Linked DNA regions of Mus musculus: regions 1, 2 and 4 are each linked to region 3. A link is a contact called in public Hi-C and promoter capture Hi-C data. All regions are on one chromosome and are shown on one strand. The core of a region is the stretch at or near the end of the contact, and the rest is flanking DNA. Distances in the headings are between cores, read along the strand shown.

The links. Promoter capture Hi-C pulls out the DNA fragments that hold promoters and counts their contacts. Hi-C and Micro-C count contacts between places; a contact is called where the count stands out from the background.
Region 1: a contact with region 3 is called in a promoter capture Hi-C map of second pharyngeal arch cranial neural crest. The contact joins the enhancer-like site here to the promoter of Nwd2 in region 3. A contact is called at or near these places in 14 of 39 promoter capture datasets (the 3T3-L1 cell line, the C10 cell line, cranial neural crest and 8 more), 2 of 115 datasets of contacts at active chromatin or transcription factors (forebrain and stem cell-derived neural progenitor cells) and 1 of 9 other capture datasets (embryonic stem cells).
Region 2: a contact with region 3 is called in a promoter capture Hi-C map of hippocampal neurons, with 6 times the contacts expected there. The contact joins the enhancer-like site here to the promoter of Nwd2 in region 3. A contact is called at or near these places in 6 of 39 promoter capture datasets (embryonic stem cells, frontonasal cranial neural crest, hippocampal neurons and 2 more) and 2 of 115 datasets of contacts at active chromatin or transcription factors (craniofacial prominence and neural progenitor cells).
Region 4: a Hi-C map of cerebral cortex shows a contact between it and region 3, with 2.4 times the contacts expected there. The contact joins the promoter of Arap2 here to the promoter of Nwd2 in region 3. A contact is called at or near these places in 7 of 39 promoter capture datasets (the 3T3-L1 cell line, cranial neural crest, embryonic stem cells and 4 more) and 1 of 484 Hi-C or Micro-C datasets (cerebral cortex).

The regions. Positions count from the first base shown.
Region 1 is chr5:62,963,063-62,969,057 of GRCm38.p6, reverse strand. No RefSeq gene overlaps it. Among named protein-coding and RNA genes, the nearest start is that of Dthd1, 150 kb to the right of the region's middle. Within about 2 kb of position 2,812, at least 1 of the 459 cell types and tissues checked has an H3K27ac peak or open chromatin away from gene starts, as enhancers often do. A contact at or near this core is called in second pharyngeal arch cranial neural crest, where this site is marked.
Region 2 is chr5:63,129,748-63,136,371 of GRCm38.p6, reverse strand. No RefSeq gene overlaps it. Among named protein-coding and RNA genes, the nearest start is that of Dthd1, 320 kb to the right of the region's middle. Within about 2 kb of position 3,666, at least 18 of the 459 cell types and tissues checked have an H3K27ac peak or open chromatin away from gene starts, as enhancers often do. A contact at or near this core is called in hippocampal neurons, where this site is marked.
Region 3 is chr5:63,647,001-63,653,941 of GRCm38.p6, reverse strand. Nwd2 (NACHT and WD repeat domain containing 2) reads right to left here and starts at 4,839. Exons shown (of 7, transcript NM_177006.3): 1 at 3,622-4,839. The coding sequence starts at 3,772.
Region 4 is chr5:62,761,116-62,768,040 of GRCm38.p6, reverse strand. Arap2 (ArfGAP with RhoGAP domain, ankyrin repeat and PH domain 2) reads left to right here and starts at 1,864. Exons shown (of 33, transcript NM_178407.3): 1 at 1,864-2,147.

The DNA.
Region 1 (5,995 bases), core at 1,563-4,062, 680 kb after region 3:
GATCCTTGGGTACTTTCTCTAGCTCCTCCGTTGGGAAGCCTGTGCTCTGTCCAATGAATGGCTGTGAGCATCCACTTCTGTATTTGTTGTTGTCTTAGTTAGGGTTTTACTGCTGTGAACAGACACCATGACCAAGGCAAGTCTTATAAAAACAACATTTAGTTGGGGCTGGCTTACAGGTTCAGAGGTTCAGTCCATTATCATCAAGGTGGGAGCATGGCAGTTTCCAGGCAGGCATGCTGCAGGCAGAGCTGAGTTCTACATCTTCATCCAAAGGCTACTAGTGGAAGACTGACTTCCAGACAACTAGCGTGAGGATCATATGCCCACATCCACAGTGACACACCTACTCCAACCAGGTCACACCTCCAAATGGTGCCACTCCCTGGTCCAAGAATAGACAAACCATCACAGAAAGGCACTACCCTGGCTTTCTGTTCAAGAGTATTTGGTGAGTCTGAGGACTTATAGTAGTCATTTGCTTTGGCTCAAGTTGGAAAAGTTGCAAGAATATTGTATCTAATCATAAATGTAACTGACCCTTGGTTCATGCTATGGACTCTTTCTTGGGATTTTATACTGTATCACCATATTTTTTAAGAGATTGGACTCACCTTGCTGTCACAAAAGTGGGAGCATACACTTATTAGTTTACACATGCTTATATCTGGACAAAATTAGTGCATGTTTTTGCTATGCTAATATAATGTGTCATAAGAGTACATCAATCATTTACACAAAGCTTTTCTAAATTCCTTCTGCAAATTGTGGGTACCCCTGTCTGGAGGAACCCTGATTTGATGCGGGTCATACATTTCACATACATACCTCTAAAGATGCCAAATGGAGCTATCAATGAAAATAGGAGCCATGGGAGAAACCATGTGAATTAACAAGAATCACAGCAAGGAACTCAGGATTAGACATGGTAAGATGATTGTACTTTAAAAGAGCAAAGAAAAACAAAATAAAACAAATAAACAAAAAATAGACGAACCATGAACTAAACTAAGGTAAAAGCATTTTTTAAATTTCTGACTACACGTAAGAACATACAATATGGAACTACAACACAGAACAAGATAAAGCATGACATGTACTTCACAAATCTCCCAAAGTCTGCTCTATAGTCATTTTTAATGCAAATGACCATTTCCATAATATTCTTATCACAGGCTAATTTAGAATATCTTGAATATAAATGGATTTGTGTAGTTTTGTCTTTTATGGTCATATTAGTCAGTGGTGTGTTTATAATTTTATATGTAGTTTGGTATATTTAAATAATTTGTTCTGGTTTAGTAGTGAGTCTGCTTGGTTAGATTAAGCTTCCCAAATGATAACTGTGCCCTTGTGTAGTGCCTGGGAGTGTCAGTTACCTTATATCCAAAGGGACGCTAAGTTATTGACTAAGTTAAGGATTCTGGAATTAGAAGTCATTTTCCATTATCATTGCAGATCCAGTGAAGCTGAAATGATCTCGTAAGGGAAATTGGGATGTAAAAAGAAAGCAGAAAGCCATATAATGATAGAATGAAAAAGGAAATATTACTGTAAAAGCCAAGGAGGCTAAAGGAAACAAGAAAATGAATATTTCCCCAGCATGCCCAGACAGAACCAGGGCCAATAATGACTGGACTTTAGCTTACTAAAACTTAATCCAGAATCTAGCAGAACTATCTGAAAAATATTTAATTCACTGAGGTCATGGCACTTTGTTAAGGAGTAGTCTTGTACTAGTACATATTTGTGGTTCTGTTGATGGACATTAAAGCCATTTCTAAATTGGAGCAATTACCAGCAATATTTCTGCACAGTACGTGTTATATGAAATGCATTTATTTTGAGAAGATGCTAGGGTAAAATCTATGGAATGTAATTTTAGAAACAACATTTTCCCAATCAAATTAACATTTTATATTACCAATGTTTTACACGTATTTCTTATATATATATAATTTTCCAAATTCTGATGGACAGATGCTGGCATATCTTAGTAGTCCTCATTTGTCTTTTATAGACGTCTAATAGTGTTTTATGTCCTCACATAGAAAATGAGCATTTCATTATTAATTTGAGATTTTGTTAAATTGGCAGATTGCTTTTAAAAGAGTACATATGTATACAAATTTAGTAAAACTACAAATCAGTTGACTTAAACAATTGTATCTCCATTTGATACTATGCAAAATGAATTTCCAAAAATCAATGTGGTTAGTACAGCCTAAAAACAAGAACGCAGTGTCCTAATAATATGGAGTAGTAATAGAGATTTGATTTTGTTTTTCATTTGATATTAAAGAAGATATATTTATCCCTATTTTGTGTTAAAGTCCTTTCATATTTCTACTATAGATTGCATTCTAATATTTCTTAAAACACACAATTGTCTCTCAGAAGCATAAACTCCTTAAATCAGTTTGCGTGATTTTTTTAAAATGGTACAAAGTAGTTGTTCAATAAATTCTTGTTAACTGGGATTGTTTTTCTGTTCTTCTTGCAAATACGAAAGTCAGATCACTGGCCAAGAACTAGCCTAACAAATGTCTTTGCTTGACATTAGCAGTTGGGCTAGCTCTATTTTCTAAACTACAAGAAAAAAAAAAAAGTCAATAGACCAGCTAAAGGCGAAAGCCTGCCAGGAACTAACCTTCTAAAGACCATGGCAGTAAGTCCACCACCAGCTGCTAAACTCCCATTGCTCCAGGGGAAGAAAAGGTCATTCCTCAATTGTGGTGAATGCCATGTTCTCCTTCATGAGGGAACACAGGCTGCTCAACATTGTGCAATGTAAACAAACTCATTTCCTCTTTGAGAATCAAGAGTCCAGCTGGGTTCAAGCACAGGGCCTCCTTGGAGAAGGCAGACCTGCCAGCCCTGTCTGCATTTACTCACTCCCTAAATTGTATATATTGAGGCCTCTAAGGTGAATCCTCTATTGAGCACTGTGACTACAGGAAATTGAAAGGAGTCTACAGCCTTTGAAACTATTACACAAATAACTGCTGTCAATTTCTCCTCTAGTCACATATGCTTAATCTATTTATTTTTAATACATTTATATTGAGAGTTAGCAGTACAGAACTGTTTGAAATAAGAAAGCTCTAGACCTATCATTTATGTTTTCAAATATGACCTCTTTGCTTTTCTCCCCCTTTGAATATCAGAACTTAGCTGCTCTCCTTTCACGTGGTTGCTCCATAAGAAATTCTGTTTCCACCTTTGGCCCCTCTGGAGTGTGCTGACCCATCACCTCCTCAGCTTCTCCTTTCTTTTTTTCTTTCTTCGCCTTGCTCTAAAAGGGTCCTTTCACTCCTTGAATAGCTCTTTATCCTACAACCTCAGAACTATTGAGCTGTCTATATCTGGAATAAATGCCTTTAAAAATACTCATTTATTAAATCTATTTTTGCTGCTTCTAAATGACCATGACTAGGTTAAAGAAAAAGTGGGCCATCCAAAAGCATCCCCCTGGCCTAAGCCAATTTCCAAATATTTCTTGTTACAGAATATGTCTTTGGAAATTAAAAAGAGAGGGGGGAATAAAATATCCATTTTTCTTTAGAAGTATGGCCACCAGGAGGTAGCCAGAGCCCCAAGTAGATGGCGCCACACTCTACTGAGACAACACTAGGTGGATTCTGTGGCTTAGGATAAAGAAGAAAAGCAGGACATGAAGGCAAAAAGAGCTAGCATGTGTGGGTGGTAGGAGGGAATGAGTAGGAGGATTTAGGTTGGCTAGGATCAAGATAAATTGCATGCATGTATAAAATTATTAAAGGGTACTTAAAATAGTTTTTAAATTAAAAGAGAAGTAGGAAAGGCATAATCATATGAAAAAATAATTAAAATTACAATTAAGTAAAAGTGTCACCCACTGTTAGCAGAGAATGAGTGCTTGCTGACGAAGTGAGAGATAGTTGTCCAAAGTTCTTTTACACACAACTACCAGCATGCTGGAGTTCATTCTAAGTGTGGGTTCATCTGTTTTTATTTTGCTCTAGAGTAATAAGTTAAAGTAGAATATTAATATACGTAATTTTTCTAGATAGATATTAACATATGTCTATTTGTTCCAGATGGGGCATCAACTCAGAACAGGGAAAATGTTCTATTCATGTTTAGCTTGGTGAATCAGTGCATGTAGTAGGGTAGCTTATAAGAGTACCGGTGAGCAGTCAGAATGGCTAAGATCAAAAATTCAGGTGACAGCAGATGCTGGCGAGGATGTGGAGAAAGAGGAACACTCCTCCATTGTTGGTGGGAGTGCAGGCTTGTACAACCACTCTGGAAATCAGTCTGGCGGTTCCTCAGAAAACTGGACATAGTACTACCGGAGGATCCAGCAATACCTCTCCTGGGCATATATCCAGAAGATGCCCCAACAGGTAAGAAGGACACATGCTCCACTATGTTCATAGCAGCCTTATTTATAATAGCCAGAAGCTGGAAAGAACCTAGATGCCCCTCAACAGAGGAATGGATACAGAAAATGTGGTACATCTACACAATGGAGTACTACTCAGCTATTAAAAAGAATGAATTTATGAAATTCCTAGCCAAATGGATGGACCTGGAGGGCATCATCCTGAGTGAGGTAACACATTCACAAAGAAACTCACACAATATGTATTCACTGATAAGTGGATATTAGCCCCAAACCTAGGATACCCAAGATATAAGATATAATTTGCTAAACACATGAAACTCAAGGAGAATGAAGACTGAAGTGTGGACACTATGCCCCTCCTTAGATTTGGGAACAAAACACCCATGGAAGGAGTTACAGAGACGGAGTTTGGAGCTGAGATGAAAGGATGGACCATGTAGAGACTGCCATAGCCAGGGATCCACCCCATAATCAGCATCCAAACGCTGACACCATTGCATACACTAGCAAGATTTTATTGAAAGGACGCAGATGTAGCTGTCTCTTGTGAGACTATGCCGGGGCCCAGCAAACACAGAAGTGGATGCTCACAGTCAGCTAATGGATGGATCATAGGGGTCCCAATGGAGGAGCTAGAGAAAGTAGCCAAGGAGCTAAAGGGATCTGCAACCCTATAGGTGGAACAACATTATGAGCTAACCAGTACCCCGGAGCTCTTGACTCTAGCTGCATATATATCAAAAGATGGCCTAGTCGGCCATCGCTGGAAAGAGAGGCCCATAGGACTTGCAAACTTTATATGCCCCAGTACAGGGGAATTCCAGGGCCAAAAAGGGGGAGTGGGTGGGCAGGGGAGTGGGGGTGGGTGGATATGCGGGACTTTTGGTATAGCATTGGAAATGTAAATGAGTTAAATACCTAATAAAAAATGGAAAAAAAAAAAAAAAAAAGAGTACCGGTGAGTAGTAACTTTCAGAATAGCTATATCGGGCAGCTGCATCACTGAAAAGCCATTAGAACACAGATGCCTTACAAAAGCTGTGTCACTGTGGTTCTCTATAGAACCTGAAGGCAAATCTACTGAAAGTTCTCTTCTCTGACTGAGCTGAGGTACAGCTCAAAAGAGATGAACACACTCATGAACTAGCTTTGTCTCAGTATAGAATGGCTTTGAAAAGCATACAGGTAATACAATATTCATGATTGCCATGTGCATGGGGTATATAGGGGTTTATATCATGGATTTCCAAAATTTCACAACCTTGTCTTACTTATATTTGCTACTGATTCTTGAAGGTAAATTAAAATCTGCTAAGAGAAAACAAAAATTCATTTTTAAATGCCCATAATATCTAACTAACATGACTACCTAAATGGGAGATTGACTTGGACAAGAGCAATAGACATGCGTATGTAGAGGAAGGAAAGGCCATGAGAGCTCAACCCTGAATGCAAAACTGTAGGTAACTAAGGCGTAGTGAAAGCAAGAGACAGTAGTCTTCCCTGGAAAGAGCATACCAATTGGTTGTCTGGATGTTCAGCTCTAAAAACATGCATACAAGTAACATTATACAGACTGAGTAGGTTTGATTTATATATTCATGA
Region 2 (6,624 bases), core at 2,417-4,916, 520 kb after region 3:
TGATAAAAACCTAGGGATGTTCTTTTATTCTTAGTTTAAATAAGATCAGTACTGGACAGTTGTAAATTTACTAATCTGTAGTGAATCTACTGTCTAAGGTGGCTGATTTTTTAACTCATAACACATGGGTAGATATCTAGGAATGAAACTGAATAATAATAATAGTAATAATAATAATAATTATTATTTTTTATAAGATTTTTAACTTGTGAGAGAACCCTGTAGCTTTTGATAATGTTGTTCATGTGCTCAGGGTTGTTTGCAACTGACATGAGCTTCAGCAGGTTCAGAGCTCAGGTCTAGTGCTCCAGACATATAAGCAGTAGGGATCTTTATAAACAGTCAGTGCAACTTCACCTTGACCTTGATGGATGCTTGTGCTGGAGGCAAAGACTCTTTAGGGACTGTGAATTAGGGGAGTCTTTTATTGTAGAGTGTAGGCATTATTGAACTTTTTTTTCCCAGCGAGTATGATGTACACTTTAAATTGTAGAAATCTGGAAGAAATAAAGCAGGCCCAAAGTGGAGATTGAGTTTGTTATTATCACACAGAGGTAAGCAATGTTAGGTCAACTGTTCTCTATCATGTGGATTTTAATTACCCCTAGAACCAAGAAAAGAAATGACTGTGACTTCTCTACAGGTTCCTAAACAAGATGCTAGAATAGACCCCCTCCAGAGCATTTATTATCCGCAAGTCTTACCTAGTCCTTTTAAAATTCTGCAACTGGAAATGAGGGCTTTCATAAGTATGAGGGCAGAAGCTTTTGAAAATTACTTTTAAAATAATCAGTGCTTGCATTATTGAGAAAATACATACGCTGTCTGAGATGAAGCAGAGAAATAACCATAAAAACTGTTATAGTAATAAAACTTAAGATAATGTGAAATGCTTTATTTCCAGGGATTAGGTTTATACAGATCAAGAACAGGGCTTAGACAAAGATGAGAGGTAGTAAAGGTTCACTAGTTAAATGAGAAGAAAGCTAGTTGACGGAAATGTTCCCAGTATAGAGAACAGGCATGAGAGGAACACTGCGATGTAACTCAAACATCTGTATACACTGACATCAAAGGGGTGGGGGGATAACTGGATTTACATTTCTGGGTGTCTCTGAATTTCATTTAGATCTCAGAGATGGAAGGAAATGAAGTTGTAATTTATTGGCATAATTCTGTTTCTTCATAGCAAACACTGTCTTGTCCCTTTAATTTACTTTTACTCTTTTTAAAATTTTTGAGATAAAATAATTACCTCATTCCCCCAATTCTCTTTTCTCCTTTTATTCTGCTCCCCACACATCTCTGATACTGCCTCTTTGTGCGGTTTCCTTCTTTGTGACATGTGTGTGTGTGTGTGTGTGTGTGTGTGTGTGTGTGTGTGTGTGTGTGTGTGTCTGTGTGTCTGTGTGTATTCCTAAATATATAAATACAAGTGTTCAGTATGTATAGTAGTACTTTTATAAATTTACATGGCTTATTTTTTTCTACTGAATATTCCTAACACCAATGTCCTCCCCAGTCTGGATCTATTGTTTTATTATTCATTTTCATCTTTAAGGAGTCAATCTTATCTATCTGGAAATCAATTATTGTTTGGCATACTGTATATGCAGTACATGATTATCAAGACCTAAGCAGCCTTTTGTACCATTGATTTCTTTTCTTGGCAGGTTCAAAATAGAATTTTAGTTAAAATGTTAATGCCACTGTCCTGAAATTATGCAACAAAGGAACATAACAACTAACATATCAGACTCAAGAAATTATGTCCTGAGTATAAAGGGTCCTGTAAGTGTTGATCTTAAAGTGACTCTACAATAGTTAGAAGATACAAAGATGTTCTCAAGGCAGAGAAAGCCATATCACTGTAATGGAAATGAAAAGCAAATGACATTCTTTAACTCTTACAGCCAAATATAGTCCACATGAGATTGTAAGCCAAGCTTGCAACCCTGGAATGGGAGCCATGAGACTCTTCAAGAATTTCCAAGACTGAACTCAGATGAACAAATGGAGTCTGGTCATAGGAAACTATACCAGATAAATAGGCAGAGACATGGGGCCACATGAATTTTGTACTCAAGAAAAACAATGCATGTAGTGGTTCCAAGTAGGTTGTATGTATTCTATTGTAGAAGCAAGGGAAGAGGCTGAAAGCTTTACCAAGACCAATGTCTGCAGGTGCCCAGCAATGAGCATACTACAGATTTTGGTCTTCAGAGAGCAAGATGAGAAATCATAGAAGGCATCTAGTGTAGAAAAGGTTATGACCATACTTAGATATTTCCAAAGATGAATATGGTCAAAGAGTGTACAACATGAGTGGATAGACAAGTAGGTACAAGCTGCTGCTGACAGCGATCCTCCCCATAAATCTCTATCTTCCAATATGTGGATCAGTGATCACTGTTTCCTCCCTTTTATGTAACTTTCTCATGCTACCTTTTCTACATGGAACTAATAAAACCCTGCCTACCCTTAGATATTTAACTCCAATGCTGCTTCCTTTATAAACATAGCTAACAACAACCCTAATGGTTTTGAAAGACCATCTTGCTTACCAGGACTTAGTCTTCCTCTCTTATATTCCATTTATGAAACATGTTTCTTTATGCTGTGGATAGTTTAACCTATATTTTGTTTTAGATTACAAGCATCTTTTTCATCCTCAATGTTTCTAAGAACCTTTAACCACATCTTATCCCATCATATCTATGTGTGACTGTACTTCTTATATGTACAATAATGGCTTATGCATAGCAGATGATGTGCTTTTAAACTGTAGCCTTCTATAACACAACGATATCCAATCTATAATTTGGAAGCAGGTTGAGATACTTATGGAGATCCAGATAAGGAATTCAGCTGAGAACCAGAACAGGTTTCAACAAATACAGTCTCCTTGCTCCCTCATTGTTGGATTGCCAATATCACTTGATGTAGCCATTAAGACACAGTTGCTCGTTCTTCATGGTGCTTCAATTAGTAATATTTCTCTGATTAAGAAATGAATTCACACTTTAAAAGCTATTGCCAGTTAATAAACTTTATTTTTCTGGATGATGGATATGATTAATAAACCTATTAAGATATGAATAATTTATTTGTAAAATCCAACATACTGATTATTAGAGAAGATTAAGGAACATAGTTGTGCTTGAATGAGCAGCACCAAATTATGTAACTGCCAAAACTCTCATTCAGCGTTAGCTAGCAGAGAGGTGACATTTTTATGTACAGCTTATTTTCAGTATGTACCTTTTTTTTAAACAAAAAAGTACTTTGTTTATTTGATAACCCCGCATTTCTACATTTTCCATGCAAATGTTATAACTCAGCTTTCTTAAAACTAACAAAATTTGTAGCTTGCAAATTATCTCTTTCAAGTCATACTATCCTGTGACAGAGAAGGAAAAGGAACATTGATTGGTGTACATTAAAAAAAAAATCACCTCTCAAACCACTTCTCCAAAATACCTGTTTAAGTACTGGTATTTTTTTCCCAGACTATTTTTTTTTGAAGCAAACATATTTTCAAATTACCAAGTAAAGTACAACATTCTCTAGGTTTGTTGATGTGTTTCCAATCCTGTGGGTGTTTCCCAGGCAACAGAATTTTAGGAGGACTAAACATAGTCTATGAAAAACAGATGGAAACTGAAATGTTGATCAAGTGAACAGTGAAGGGAGAAACCAGAAAAATGGCTGCATTTGTGGAGATACTTGTAACCCAGTGATACTGCCCCAGTGAAGTGCCATTCCCTAGCATGCAGAGCTAGGGGCAACCTGTGAGTTTGTGGATGATATAATTGGCATAATAATACCCACAACCCAAGGCTGACCAAAACCTAGATCCTGGAAAAGTATGTTAAGTTTCATTCAAAACCAGATGTAAAAATCCTGGTGAGCTGATTCAAAACAGGAAGATTGCCCAATACTCTCTAGGTGATCTCAGTAGGAAACAGTTCCCTAAATCAAGAAGATGAGAAGCAACAATACAAGATCAGTAGGTGAGGAATGTCCCACTCCTGGCTTTGCTGATACAGAGGGGAGAGCCTAAGTGTGAAGGAGGTTCATGGTCTCTGGAAGGTGAAAGAGAAAAGGAAAAGGGTTCTCCCTACAATCAACAGAAAGAAATGTGGCTCTGTCAGTACCTTAATTTTAGCTAAGTGAGAATCTACTTTGTCTTGGGTCTTCTAGAACTGCAAGAAAAACTCATGTTTGTTAGACAAGCAGTAAAACAAAATAAAACAAACAAAACCATTGCACACATTATTTTTAATTATTATTATTTTCGTCATTGTTACATAACTTGGAGGTCAATCAACTTACCAGTATCTGTATAGTTAAATAGGAAAACAAAACTCCAATAATAGATCAAGGGGCTTCAGAACCAAGGGAGAACAAAAAGTAGAGTAGTTTAACTTGGAAGAAAAATGGAAAACAAGATTTCATTGGTACAAAGACATTTATGCGTGAACACTAGCCTTGCTTTATAGATTTCTTCCTAAACAGAGACATTTCACTGTCTCCACGCAGCATCTAGATGGACTGTCCTAACACATGTGGCTGAGTGTCTGAGGCATAAGGACATCTCTCATATCCTAGGCCTCCCTGATGGTCCCCTTCTGAATATTAGTTTAAGAAGGAAATGTCTGCTTTGTCTCATGGTTTTAGGAATTTCAAGTCCACTAATCCTCAGCTCTGTTGCTTATAAGTGTGTGGTAAAGCAGAAGATCATGACAATGAACATGTTTACAGATAATATTTCTTACTTTGCTGTACTGTAGCCAGGTATTAAAGAGGGAAGGGGATGGTATCCTAAAACTTCTCTCAACCTCACTCCCATACTTTCCTTCCACTAGCTATTTCTCCAAAAGCCATCCTTTCTCCAATGTACAACCAGCTGGTGACCTAATCAAAATTTAGTGGATCAATATTTAAATAAAGCATTAGAGCTTTTGCTACAATTGATGTTTTAGTGTTTTGTTATTATTTCTTTTATTTGTGAGATTATAATTATACCATTTTCCACTTTTGTATCTTACCTCCAAAAACTACCATACACCCCTTCTTGCTTTTTTTCAAATTCATGGCCTCTTTATTTTTATCAATTTCCGCTACATGAATATATATATATATATATGTGTGTGTGTGTGTGTGTGTGTACAATTTATGTGTGTGTGTGTGTGTGTGTGTGTATAGATAGATAGATAGATAGATAGATAGATAGATAGATAGATAGATAGATAGATAGATTTAACATGTCTATAATAAGTATATACTATGAGTATAATGATACTAGTGTGTATGTTTTCAGGACTGATGATTTGGTATTAGATAACTAGCCAGTTATCTTCCCTGGTAATTTCTCTTGCTCTCAGTGTTACTTAGTTTCTTGTAGTTCCTTTTGTAGGCCTTGTGCTCTTTCCTCCATCTACTTTGGCATGTCTATTGCTTTTATTCTTGTTCAGTTCCTGTTTTAGTAGTCATGTTGATGAGACTTTCAGGGTGTGGCTTCTAATATTCCTAGGAGACACAGTCTCACAGAAAACTTCTTGATCCTCTAGCCCTTCCTAATGCCCAGTGAGCCTTAGAGGTAAGAGTGTTCTGTAGATGCATCCATTGGGACCAGGCTCTACAACTCTACATGTTGGGTGTAGTTTTGTCTAATGGTCTCCTTCTGTTGCAGAGAGATGGTATCTAGGTGGGATGGTGTCTTAGTCAGGGTTTCTATTCCTGTACAAACATCATGACCAAGAAGCAAGTTGGGGAGGAAAGGGTTTGTTTGGTTTACACTTCCATGTTGCTGTTTATCACCAAAGGAAGTCAGGACTGGAACTCAAGCAGGTCAGAAAGCAGGAGCTGATGCAGAAACCATGGAGGGATGTTCTTTACGGGCTTGCTTCCTCTGGCTTGCTCAACCTTCTCTCTTATAGAACCGAAGACTACCAGCCCAGGGATGGTCCCACCCACAAGGGACCTTTCCCCCTTGATCACTAATTGAGAAAATGCCTTACAGTTGCATCTCATGGAGGCATTTCCTCAACTAAAGCTCCTTTCTCTGTGATAACTCCAACTGTGTCAAGTTGACACAAAACTAGCCAGTACAAATGGGGCCACCACTGATATTTTAGACCAAGGACACAGATTTGAAATTTACTTAGGGATTGTCATGGTTTAGTGCCATAGTGGTTATAGGTTCTCCTCTGAGATCTGTGACTTCACTAGTCCAGGGTAGTTGGCTAGGTTTCCAGTTTGCAGCATGATTTTCCTCCTGGTGAGTGGTTGTAAAATTCAATTAGAGAGCTGCTATTACAATCAATCTGCAAAAAAATTTGTTCCTCTAATACAACTCTAGCAGCTAAGGCTCAGGGATCACTGAAGAGGAGGGAACAGAAAGATGTTAAATCAGAGGAGCAGGGAGCTCATGTGAGATTGCAATCTGTTTTTACATATTTAGGAAATATAGAAAATATAAATAAAATATAAAATTACTCTGTATGTGTGCACTTGTGTATATGTCTAATTAATAATTAATGAAAAAGACCATGAATTTGAAAACAAACAAGTCTCTACAGGAGAATTTACAATGGTGGTTCTCAACTTTCCTGCAACTCT
Region 3 (6,941 bases), core at 3,590-6,089:
ACAGTTTCTTATATTGTGGTGACCCCTAACCAAAAAAGTATTTTGTTGCTACTTCATAACTATAATTTTGGTATTTTATGAATTGTAATGTAAATATCTGATATGCAGAAGATATCTGATATGTGACTTCCAAAGGGGTCACAACCCACAGGTTGAGAATCACTTAAAGTTTTGTGTCAGTGGCCACATTTATATGTAATTAAGTTCATTAATTGACACAATGTTTATATCATTAAATTTATTAAAATTAATAAAATTCAGATTTTTAGTCATACTATTCAGTACTCAGCCATCACATATGACTAATGCCATCAGGCAGACATTTCTAGCATTTAGGGAAGGCACTACACAACATTTACTAAAGTGAAGGGTTCTTAAAGACACATGTGTGGCATGTCTGATAATCCAGACCCCACATATTGAATAGAAAATACTCATTTTCTCAGGGGAGACAGCAGAGATTACCAACTCATATCTATTCCAGGAGATCACAGGGTACAGGACCATGGGCTTGAATCATTCTTTGTCAATAACAAAGGGAATGTCTTATCTCTCTATTGTATAAAGGTTTTATTTAATTTACCCTTCAAAATAGATATATGGAATATGAGAGCCTTTATATTCTAATATCTGGGAAACTCACACAGTATTTTTTCCTTTCCATCTGTTTAGGCTGGTTAAGCTAATCACAGTAGACAATTTTGTATGTGTCTTGAAAACATTTTTTTTCCACAGAAGTATAAACGTTATTCCGGAAGAAAAGCAGTGGTTACATGACACAAAAACTTCCAAGGATTAGAAATATGGCACAAATGAATGAGAGTGAGATTAGGTAAAGTCCATTCAATCAATTAAGTTTGGATAATGTGATGGTCTCACCCTGCAAAGTACTCAGCATCATCTATGCAGTAAAGACAGGTCAGATGTAAATATACTTTTGGAGAAGTACAAGTCCTTTACAGTCTGAAATTCTGTTGCATGTCCCATGACTCCCTCTCAGTGGGAAGAAGTGGGTTGGGCTGGTTATGTTCCCTTTTAGTTGCTCATATTCTTGGAGTTAGACAATTCTGTGCAGCACGAACCCACCATATTTGGCCATGTAGATGTGAGACATTTACAGGGATCTGGGTGCTGCCTAGACTGGCAAAGAACAGCAACATAAGGATTTTAAGTTTCCTATGGGATCTGCTTATTTCACTCTTCTTTACGACTCTAGAAAAGTAGCTTCACTGCAAACAGCCTTAGTTGTCTCACCTGTAGAATAGGAAGAATTCCTTTATCCACCACTTTTAGAGAGGCTGTTAGAGGATGAAATAAAAATGGAATGAGCTAATACATGGGAAACTATCCATTCTGAAGGCACATATTGCTGTCATTGTGGAGAGGGAAATTCCAATTCCACACTAGTTTTGTAAAGCAATACCTATTAAAAACCAATCCTCTCAGCAAGACTTTTGTTGGATTTCCCAAAACAAAACAAAACAAAACAAAACAAAACAAAACAAAACAAAACAAAACCTACTATGCCTTCAACACAAAACAGCTTTATGAGTATAATGCAAATTGGGTTTCTGCTTCTAAAGGAAACATGAGATAATGTCTTTTGTCTTAATTTGACAGTGGAAAGGCTCTTTATCTTTAGTATTGTCCAAGAATCTAATATTGGATGCTACCGAAACACAAGCACTCGCTTTCTAAATTGCATCCATAAAGATGCCATGGTAAAGTGCTGCCTCAGATGGAGCATTTCCCAGCATTTTAAGGCTTCAGGTTGAGAGCATTAAAAATGCCCATCTCTGCCTATTTTCAATATGCCCTTGGCTCTTCAATCTGGATAAAATTCAGAGTCCTGCTTCTACTAAAACTTCTCAAGTAAGCTTCATATTTCTGGTCCTTTAAGATCAGCCTGGAAACTGTCCAGCAAAATCATTTGACCAATAGGGGTGGCTTGTGTTTGCTTGCTTTCCTCTGCTTAGTGTGTGTTTAAGTTTTTAATGCAACTAAGTTGAGAGTTTGAAGAATACCATGCAGGTGCAGGTGTAACACATATTAATTGTTTTCCAGTTTCTACTTAAGCTGGCAGCATCAATTCATTATCATGCAATCCCATAAAAGGCACATTTAAAGCAAGAAACAAGTTAACCACTGCTTACATTAACAGAACACTCACACTATTTTAGAAGCAGTTTTCTTAAAGGACAAGATAAGAGTTTTAGTTGGCTTCACAGCAGGGCAAACAATTCACGTGGCAATTAAGAAAACCTTGGATAACTGAAAATGGCAAGACTAGACATTATCTAACATAATTCTTTTCGCCATTATGCTGAGACTTGTAGATTTCCTGAACCCTAACTTTAACAAGGCTGTCCATTTTATGGTTATTTAAACATTTCCCATGCCCAAGTCCTGGTTGGTATACTTGCTATGGAAGGATTCTTAATGTTGTCAGGTCTTCCTAAAAGCACCCTTTATTAGGTTCTGGGAAAGTGAGTTGTAAGCTCAGGGAAAGGCAGTCAGGCCCTCCACGCATAGAACTCTCCTTAATTTTGTATTATTTATTTAATTATTTCCCCATTCCATTGTGACCACAAGTACTTTACCAGAAATTTCCAGTAGCTCACCCCTCCCCTTTAGAAGTGCTTGTTTCCAGAAAGTTACCTTTTCTGTCCTTTTACAGCAACAAAATAGAGCTTTGGATGTTTAATGGATCAAACTCTTCAGTGATTATTTGAATGTGAACTTTTTGTTTTGTTTTGTTTTTCTTCAATTAGGTCAGAGGTTTGCTGTGGTACAGAAAAAGTTAATTCACAACAGGCTTGTATAATCTTACACATCCTTCTTAAGTCTCTTTCATTCTCTCTCATTCTCTCTCTCTCTCTCTCTCTCTCTCTCTCTCTCTCTCTCTCTCTCTCTCTCTCTCTCTCTCTCTCTCTCTCCCCTGAACTCTTATCCACTTTGCTATGTGCATTCTTCATTTTCTCACCATTCACTGGAAAGGAGAGTTAACCTTAGGAACCAAGAACTACTCAATGCAGCATCTATCTGGTGGTGCTTGACCCACGCTTGACCTGCTCAGGAGAGAACAAGTCCCAGTGCCCAACTAAGATGAGCTCATCTGAGTGGACCAGCACTAATTCAGCTCTGGGTTGGGGGGCCGCTCCCTGGACCTCCACTGGCCTTTCTATCTGCAGGACCAGTGTTTCAAGGAACATACTTGGCACTTGAGTGAGAACGAGTGACAGCAGGGAACCCCTTTCAGTCACAGGCCACCAGAGGCTAGCTATTATTTGTGTATTAGGTAAAAGAAACCCATTAAAGAGGCAAAGGCGATGGAGTAGTAGAGGCAGAATTGATCTTCTAGAAAGTCTACCAATAACGCCTTTGCGATGTTTTAGATTGACTCCTGGAAGACAAGTGTGTCCTAGTAGTCAGCAGGGGAGCGGATGAGCTCAAGAAAATTAAGGGATTGGAATGAAATTCCCACGCGCTTGGGGGCTGCAGAGGGAGGCAGGGAGCGCAGGGAAGCAGGGCGTACCCCGCTGTGCGGGCCCCATACACTTTCGGACCCGCGCAGATCAAAGGAAGGACCAACAGACCTACTTAAAGCGCCAAGGGACTTACCTTCAGGGTTGGCGCTGATGAAGACCCGGACGCTGCGACCGGCGGGTACCAGGTGAGAAGGAAGGGCGGTGAGATTACCAGAGAACGCCGCCCGCCGGAGCGCGGAGTCCCGGGGACAGGGCAGCTTGGTGCCCGCACCGGCCGGCCACATCGCCCTGTGGGAGGGAAGATCAGCTGCCACCACCGTCTCTGCTTCTCGGGTCTTTGACCCTCCGCGGTCCCGCGAGGGCGATGTCCGCCGGCGAAGCAGCTCAGAGTCGCTCGGAGCTCTGAGCGCAGCCGGCGAGCTTCGCAGCGCTCAGCAGCCGCTTTGGAGCAGCGGCCATAGGGACCCTCGGGTCCCCAGTTGTTGTCGCCTCCTACACCTCTGAGGACTGCCTTGACTCCCGCCCGAGGCTCGGCGCCGCAGCGCAGGAGGTCAGCGTGGAGGATGCTACGCGGGCGGTGCCAGGTTGCACCGAGAAGAGCCCGCTCCTCTCCTGGAGCCCGTAGCCATGTCCCTACTGGTGTCCACCGCGGGAGGAGGGGGCAGCCGGGCGTCGGGGACCTGGCGGAGGACCAGAGCAGGTCAAAGTTTAGGAGACGGTGGCAGGAGTCGGTCAGGACTCTCAGAAACAACGCGGCTCACGGGGCGGCTGCGGTGTAGATGCGCGGGCTGGGGGCAGCCCGGGGACCTCTTGGTTTCCTAGGAGGACTCGCACCAGAACCCCAGGCGGCTCCCTCAGTGAAGGACAGGAGATCGATCTGCCCGAGATTCCTGCTATCCTCCCTCGAACTCCCCTAAAGGTCAAACCAGCTCTGTGCATTTGCGGGAATCCAGTCGCGCGGGCGTCTGCAAGCCTTTGCCAAGTCCCCCAAAGTTCAATGCTCCTCCACACCACACGCCAAGGGGCTGGAGCATTAAAGCTCCAGGCATTGAGAAAGGTTCTCCCTGCCTCTCGTGGCGTGGGAGGACACGTCTCGCCTCGGCGCTCTCTCCCCACGCTCGTGCAATCGGGGGATTTTTATAGCTAAGCCACGATGCTCACGTGGCCCTCCCCGCGTGGTCGCGGACCCTTTTGGGGAGCGAGTCTCTGCGGGCAGTTCTCCTAGACCTTTAAAGGACCAGGGAGCCTCCCTGCTCCCGCTGAGAAGCCTTTCCTGGCTGTTCGCCCTCCTGTGGGCGCGCAGGAACCAGGCGGCTTCCAGGGCATTGGGAGCCCCACGCAGTAGTGGGTGTGAGCTCTGGCTCAAGGGAAGGATGCAACTACAGAGAAAGACTCTCTGCCACGCCCCACTTCTGGCAAAGTGCAAGGGGCCTTTGTTTGGGGGCCTAGGTGGCAAAGTTGGCTCAAGGTTGTTGGTAATCTGCACTCACTGAAGGGGCCTGAATCACTTTCTTTGAGGGGGATCAGACTGTGCATCCTGGGGCCAGGGTCTGAACATCTGCAGGATCCCAAGTGGCATGAGATGCAGAGAAGTCCAAATGTGTAATTGCCGTCACCCTCTGAAACCCTACAAACTCCAGGAGAGGAGATAAGAGTGATTTTATTGAATGGGGAAGTAGGAAGAAGGGAGTATTTGGAGCCTGCCTTGAAGCTGGACCTTCAGATTTCTCATTCTGAGGTTGGGTCAGGATCATATTTTAGAGAGCAAACACAGCCCATCCCACCCCACCCTCGAGACTGGGGAGAGGATGGGTGGGTACAAAGCTTAGTTGGTTGCTCGTATTTCTAATTACCAGTTCTTAGAAACTGAGGTAGTAGGATTTTTGCTAGTGCCAGGACAGGCCAGCCTGGACTATATACAGTGTGAGACCCTGTCTCAAACAAAATGATAGCTAGTCGCTTCATGGCATGTTTATCTTCTCACCTGAAGACTCCTATCCTGGGCATCTTCTGGCATCCCCATCGTCTGCACTTCCTCTGGGTCCTGAGGGTGGCAGTGAAGTCCTACATAGTGCTGTTTACAGTCTTAGAGCACCCCACACCCAACACTCATTCTGGGCTAACCTCTTTGGAAGAACTGGGTCTCTAGGTTTTTAAGGCTCCAACTACTCCTGAGAGTCTGAAGCAGACAGCACTTGTTACTGTGTGATGATTTCACAGAACCCATGAAGAATTCCTGTGGATAACCTAGCCAGCTAGTCAATTAATTCATTCTAGCGAATCAGCTTTTCAAAATCACTATTTCCAAGTAGGAAGGCAATCGGGAGCAGAATCCAGAGACTCTCGCCCTCCATGGCCCCTGGTTATGTACTGAAAATTCTGTAACAGGTAATGAATGCAGAGTGCTGGCCACTGCTCCAGCCTTTACGAAGATATAGTATCCATCCCAGGGAAAGGGTCAGGACTACATTATGCCTCACCTCCCAGCAGTTAAAACAATATGGATAAAATGTTTACAGAGTGTCACCTGCCTGAATCCTCCTCCCCTCTCTTATTTATATTTCTGTTTTTAGACTCAAGATTAGTGTTTGTTTCCTTCAGATCTTGCTCCAGTGTTGAATTTTCTTTGAATGACTTTGGGGTTTTTGGCAGCCTTTGTAACCTAATTAACTTCTAGACAGGCTGAAGTTTAGCATCTGCCTGTGTCACTGCCGACCAAGCCTGCAGAAGAGAGATTTGTCACTGTTCATAGCATAGTCACTGCACCACCACCTTTGCTGGAGGTAAAGCTAAGCATCTTTTGAGTAGTGGGGAGGCATCTGCTTAAAGATACAGAATTGCCTACATCACTCCCACCCAGCCTCCTCCCTTACACTCTCCTAATCTATCTCTTTTTAACAGTCTGAAAACAAAGATTGATTTCTCAGCATGCAGATAGCACAAAGGAGAGGCCACCCATAATGGTAAGATTTAAGTGTCAATTCCTATGGTTTTTCAGCTTGATGAATTAGATTATTGGTTGCTCATTAGATAGATAGAAAGTCCAGATTTTGGAGGCTACTTAATTTTTATCTTTGTTTCAAAATTTTCAGTATTTACTGAAGTTTTATTTACTAATTAATATGGGGTCCTTTGGGAGAACGACTAGAGCTTTTCATTGCCAAGCCACTTCTCCAGCCCTATTTGTTGTCCTTTCAGAAATACTGATAAAAAGAATTTTATTTTAAATGTTGTAAATACTTGCTTAGGTTGTAAATAGGTTGGAAATTAAAAGTGTACCATCTTCTTTGTCTATTATAAACAATGACAACAAAAAAGAAGTTTTATTGCATTTTTGCATATAGGAGAGCAAGGTTAGAAAAATTCCACCAGAAATTACTAATACAAGGTCATAAAGCTAATCTACAGTAGAGCCACGATCCAGGTATTAATGCTCCTGTCAAAGATTTTTTG
Region 4 (6,925 bases), core at 615-3,114, 880 kb after region 3:
TAAAAGGTAGCTTTTACCATCTTTCCCGAGCTATCTCCTCACCCCACCCCTCCAAACCCGCATATGAAGATTCAGCAGACCAACTTAGCACTCAGGAGTGGTGTATGCAGTCTGTAGTGGAGAGGCATTTTGCCTACTACAATGGCTATTAAATCACACGTCTACCCGGCAGCACCATAGTCTGTCCCCTGGGAGAGATGGCATCTAGAGATTGTTTTGTAGTTGTTTACCGTGTATCTTCAGAGTTGCATGCTCAAATTATCCAACATTAAAAAAAAAATTGAAAATCTCGGATAACTGAACGGCATGATTAAGGAACTAAGATGGTCTAAGGACACACGTCCAAACTATCTTATAAAAGCAACTGTGAAAAGTAACATGTTAAAGGTTGCCCCCCCCCCCCCCCCCCCCCGCGAGACACCATAACTGATGTAAGAATACTTGTATATTTGATGGCCTGACTTGTTCCGAGAAGGATTTAAGAAGGCTAATGAAGATTGGGGGTGTGGAGGTGGTGGTGGGAATATATGAGCGCTGTTAGGAGAGAAAGAAAAAGAAACCGGGAGCAAAGGGGGAAGATGAGTCCGGGAAAGAGCAACTCACAGAAAATTTGTAATAAATGGCGTGGAAAGTAAAACTAAAAGCAAAATAAATTAATAAATTAAAAATAAAGAAATAAAAAGAAAGAAACAAAGATTAAACAAAAGAAAAATAACACAGACAAAAAGAATTCTGCAAGTCTTTTGGGAGAAAATGAAGGCAATTTGCCCAGGGCCTTCTTGTGAAACCTTCTGTGTAAAGGATGCTGCAGCTCAAGCCCCTCTTTACCCCCGGAAAGATGGTGGTTTTGGATGGCAGTTGGTGATGTGGACTCGTGAAGGCCTGAGCTCCTGGGAAGCCTCTCACCCTGTGAGCTTCACCCATTAGCTTATTTTCATAATAAGGTCCGCATCACTGTAATTGCTTCACTTTCGTCAACAGATACAGCAGGAAGATAAGTAAGTACTTTCATGTTTTGAGGGAGAAACTCAGGTAGGTAATCTATTAAAAACAAACAACAAACTCAAAACAGGAGTATGAAGCAGGTCAGCAAGGATCCTGCTTGTTCTCAGGTAGGTTTCTGGGATTCTCTCTCTCTCTCTCTTTTTGTTTTTCTCATTGTATCACCAAGATCATTTAAGGACTGATTCAAAGACAGAAAGGCCTTCCAGACTCAAACAACCCCCAGGTTTGAGACCTAGTTTCCCAGAGATAAGTGTTCCTCAGGCCATTGGGTGTTATGCTCCTCCTCCTGAGATTCATCTAAAAAAAGGGATCTTAGAATTTGGTCGTAGCGGTGACTGGGGAGAATCCGACTTTGGGTTTGGTGGATATACTTATTCCTGGAACCTAGGCAAAAGGGTGTCCTAGATGTGTGTGAAGTTTGGGAAACACTGAGGCTACAGGGAAAGTTCTGGGTAGTGTAGCGCTTCTGCATTCAGAGGCGGCAGGATCCACCCCACTGGCCACCCGCCCAGGTCAGCGCACACAGTCCCAGCAACGTGTATCTGTAACCCAGCGAGGGTCTCAGCGGGAGGGTGGCAGGGCCAATCCCCCGCCCCGGGGGGACGCGCCCTTCCAGGGTCGCCACTGGGCAGACGCGCTCCAGGTGGCCTGGGCGGCAGGCGCGGCCGAGCGGCAGGCGGGCTGACTCAGCTGCGCAACAATGCTGCCGAACCGGGACGGCCTGCCCCGCCGCCCCCGCCGTTGAGCTCGGGCCGCCCCCGCCGGCCGCGGATCCCCGCCCCCGGGGCTCGGGAGGAAGCAGCCGGGCGCGGCGCCGAGCACCTGGGCGGCCCGGGCAGGCGCGGCTTCCGGGGCTGCGCGCTCGCCCGCGGAGCCCAGCCGCGCTCCCGCCTCCAGGTGCGGCGCGGGGTCCGCCCGCTCGCCGCCGGGGACAGCGCCCCACGGGGACGAGCCGGCGCTGCGCTGCCGGGGCTCGCGGGCCGCGCGCGAGCGAGGCGAGTCCCCGGGGTGCGCTGGCCGCGGTCCGGTCCCGGGTGCGAGAACGCAGCGCTTCGGGACGCGTGGAGTGCTCGGGCGGCTCTGGATTGTGTCGCTCGGATTGCGCGTCCCGCGAGTGGGCGTCGGAAGAGAAACCAAAGGCGGTAAGTGATTAGAAAGCTGCGCTTGCTTCTGGGATTTGACCCGCACGATTGACAGTCCAGTCAATCAGACTGTCTCATCCCCCTCTGCCCCCGACCAAAAACTGCCTGGGCAAGTTCCAGGCGCTGAGTTCTTTTCTCGGTGGAGGTAATGACTTGGGGCTCTGTGCTCCCCCCTGCACCCCCCACACCCTTCTGGTTACACACTTAAGGGCAGCCCTGTTAATTAACTTTAATTACAATCATTCGGCCTCCACCTGCTTGAACCTAGCACTGTACCAGGGGACCTCTCTGGAGTGCGGTTACCAGGCAGCTCTTTCACCTTTAGTGTGGGAAGCAGTTCTCATGGGAGAATTGGTGTCCATCTATTAATTGAAGTAAGTTTTTATTTTACTTCATTCTGATGTTTTCTTTAGTCTTGGTTTTCTTGGTGGCGATCTGGAGTTTCTTTGACTTGGAAGGTTTGTGAAATTATATTGTGAACAATAGCCTTTGATATTTAGAAAAAAATACAAGAAGTGATAAGATACGCTGTGTGGAAAACTGTCTCAGGCTCTTGTAAGTTAGATGAGAGATACCAAGTTTGTCCTTGAAGTATAGGACACTTAGTAGCACATAAGTTTATTTTTTTTTTTAAGTATTGGAATACGCTATTTTTAAAAGTACATTTAATCGGATGTCATTGTTATTCCCAATAATAGCTTTGTACTTACAAGCCCAGTATCGATTCTCTTCACTTAAGCTTTGTGCACCAGAAGTGTATGGAGCATTGCCTGTAAGTGGAAGGTGGCTATGGATGAGGTAACTTTTTTAAAGGCAAGGAATAACGACAAGATTTTTATTCATGACTTTTATACACTTACAAGAGAAATATGGAAGGCAAAGGCACTTGGTATTCCACTGTTTAACAATGTTTAATAGAGAGAAAATAAAAGTGGGTCGTGCAAGTAGGCTATATCCTAAAATGGAAATATCCCCTGGCTCCTGTCCAAGGAGAGATTGAACACATATTTAAGGTGGGTCTTCACACTAAGAGGGTTTTATATAGACTTGATGTGTCGCAGCCATTTTTTTTTTTAAAAAATGTACCTAGATAGTAAGTCAAAAAGCTTGTTAAAGCTAATTTATATGTGTCTGCTGTTTTGTATTCTTTCCTTCCACTCCTCGGCCTGTCACATGCAGTTTTTTTTTTTTTTTTTTTTTTTTGAGGGGGGAGTTGCTTGTGAAAAGAGTAGCTGAGGGTCCGCTTAGAAACAAATTCTTGTTTTCCTGACATCTCAGGTTCCCAGTTGTGAGGCTCATGGGCACTCAATGAATGCTTTTCAGATTGAAGTACTTTTAGTTACCATGGTTAAATAGAACTCAAGTTCTACTGGATTACAGTTTTTGTGTCTCACATTAGCGTTTGGAAACTGAAGTTTTAAAAACTTGCTTCTGAGGATTCTCCAGGTCCTAGAAGGAGACTTTGCTTTCTGTTTTGTTACTTCCTAACACATTAACTTGCAGCTGAAGAACTCCGTGTGGTGAACTTGACCATAAAATTCAAAGTATGAACGACAGCCGCAGCTTTAATAGTTTCTGTTGTCATGTGCTCCACCCTCTCTTCAGTCTTCTGTTTTGGAGCCACTTACTGGTCTTTTGCACATGCTAAGTTGTGGAGTGTTTCTGATTCTTTGTAAAAGGCTAATCAGGCGATGTCTTCTTATTGGTCCTGGAAATATGTGTTAACTTTTACCCAAACACATTGAATACAAACATAGTGGATGCCTCCTTAAGTCATTTCTACATTAGAGTTTACTATTTTACATTTTAAAAACATTGGTCACAGTGTGGATATATGGCTATATTTCTACCAAGCCTAATGACGTGAGTTTGATCCCCAAGACCCAGAGCCTCATGGTGGGAAGAGACAACTGACTCTAGCAAGTTGACCTCTGACCTCCATGCAAATGCTGTGTCACTCCCATACATGCACATACACATGTACACACATAGAAACAATGCATTAACATATGTAAAATATGTCACCCGAATTGAATATATAATATTAGGAAGGTCATTTGGCTCACATTTTTTCCCTTGATTGGAATAGCAGTGGTATTCTCTTTTAATTATTCTGCGTAGAAATTTTCTTCAAGTTTTTACTCAGCATAAGCAGACTTCTCTACTGATGCTCAAGTGAGAACAAATGTGTTCTGCTATGGATGAGGTGGGGATTTTGTTGAAAGCTATTTCTGTGAGGTAGAGAGAATTATTTTCTGACTTTTATGTGTATCTAGGGGTGGATCGTTGCGGGAAGAAATGGCTCATCATTCCTGAAGGTTCTCAAAAAAAAAAAAAAAAAAAACCAAAACAGAAAACAAACAGTAAAACACCACAGGTTATGCTGTGTGGCCGAGCATGCAGAGAGAAAGGCTTGGTCTGTCCAACAGCAAGGAAAACTGATCATTTCCCTGGTTAACAGATGACTTGGAAGACTGGGGGTAGAGATGGTCAGGACTGTGGAGAGAGTTTCACTTCATTCACAAGAAGTGTGGACTCTTCACTTTCCAGGTCTTCAGCTGACTTCAGCTGCCATTCTGACATCAGGACTTGTTGACCTCTGGATCCCTCCCACCTGCTCCGCCTTCTCTCTGTGGCCTGATATTTATCTGCTCTCCCTGTGCCTCCTTCATGGCCTTTGATCTCCTTTCAGGTGTTGGTGTCTCCACCTGTGGCCTTTCTTCTTGAAACCCTGTTGAGTAGCTCCCTTCCTCTGACCTCAGCCCTTGGAAAGACCTGACTTGCTGCAGTCCTTAGTTGTATTACTTAAGTTGATGGGAGACTTCTAGAGTCCCTGATCACTTCTAAAGGATGGTGTCACATGTGTGTGATTGAAATAAAGCATTACACTGCAAACCCTGTAACTATTAAGGGCACAAAGCTGAGTCTTCATGTTGTTTCAGAGTAAGTGCTATTTTGCATACTTTCTGTTCTTCTGAGAATGTTGTCCTGTCTCCCAAGCCCTTCCTTGCTTGGACTGGGCTGTTTGTCTCAGGGCTGGTTGTTTATACCCACACCAGTGCCTTTGCTTATTGTCAGGCCTAAGCCTGCTCTTTTTTTAACCTACTGGAGGGAGGACACTGACCCTTTACTTTGTAGCCCTCGATGCTGTTCTCAAGTGAGATAAGAAGTACTGTTATCTTGAACTGAAAATGTTTCCCGCTATTATCTTGGAGAGAGCAGTGTCCCCTAAATATTTATTGAAGGATGTAAACAAAGAGACATATAACTTCAGAGACAGTTGAAGTACTTGTCTTCCCGTAAGAACAAGAGACTTTAAGAATCACAGAATCAAGAGGAAGCTCTTGAATTCAGTTGGAAAAGAGGTCAGGGTGCTATTTATAAATGCAGAGAGGAAACATTCACAGTAGGCTATTTTGAAACATCTGGTTGTTGGTCTAAAAATGTGGCTCTTAAATTCAGAGACATGGTGAATAGATATTTGTACTGCAACGTTGAGATGTAATGCACACACACACACACACACAAGTGTGTCTGTCATAACTCTACATGTCAAGTTCTTTGTCCTGCACTGTAGTAGTATTTCAGTTTTTGTCTGGATTAATTGGATGTTAAAGCTGTGCTCACTATATCACAAAATGGAACAGAGAAAAGAAGAGCGTATGCCTGTTTGCGTCTCAGTGCAAGATTTTGAAAGGATTGGGCTCAGCTACAGATATGCTATAGACTATAGTTAGGGCTAGAAAAGGGCCCGTTCCTAACAGAAGAGATGCAGGTATTGAAGCACATGGGTCGGCATTGAACACAGTGGTGCAAGTTTCAGTTTGACATTCCTTGTGGAAACCCTTCAAAGGGCCTGTGAATATCTAGTCATCTCACCCTCCAAAGAGCCTAGAGTTGTGTCCACCATAACATCTTTCTTTGGTTGCTCTCAAATTATGGCTTTACTTGGCAGATCTCTCCATTAGAATTTGAAAGAATTTTCTTTTTTTTTAATTAGGTATTTTCCTCGTTTACATTTTCAATGCTATCCCAAAAGTCCCCCATACCCACCCCCCCAATCCACCACCCACCCACTCACCCCCCCCCCCCCCCTTTTGGCCTTGGCGTTCTCCTGTACTGGGGCATATAAAGTTTGCAAGTCCAAAGGGCCTCTCTTTCCAATGATGGCCGACTAGGCCATCTTTTGATACATATGCAGCTAGAGACAAGAGCTCCTGGGTACTGGTTAGTTTATATTGTTGTTCCACCTATAGGGTTGCAGTTCCCTTTAGCTCCTTGGGTACTTTCTTTAGCACCTCCATTGGGGGCCATGTGACCCATCCAATAGCTGACTGTGAGCATCCACTTCTGTGTTTGCTAGGCCCCGGCATGGCATAGTCTCACAAGAGACAGCTATATCAGGGTCCTTTGAAAGAATTTTCAAACCTCAGCTAATTAACTCCAAGTGTAAACGGGAACTTTGAGAGACGTGCTGTGGTCAAGGGGATTATCAGGCACTGAACTCTTATGCTATTATCTAAAACACACAAATACAGGCACTGGACATGACACTCTATAGTCACTCCTCATACCAAGAAAAGGAGTTGCTATCCTGGCATTGACAGGCACACTGAACTCTAGATTGCAGAGTTGTGCTTTTTTTTTTTCTGATTGCACAATAAGTAAAAAATGTCTCAGAATAATCTTTTCCCTTCCGCCCCAAAGCCAAATGATTTTGCTTAGGATTCGGCTATTTTAAGATCAAGTTTCACTTATTTTGCATCTAGCAGCTAATG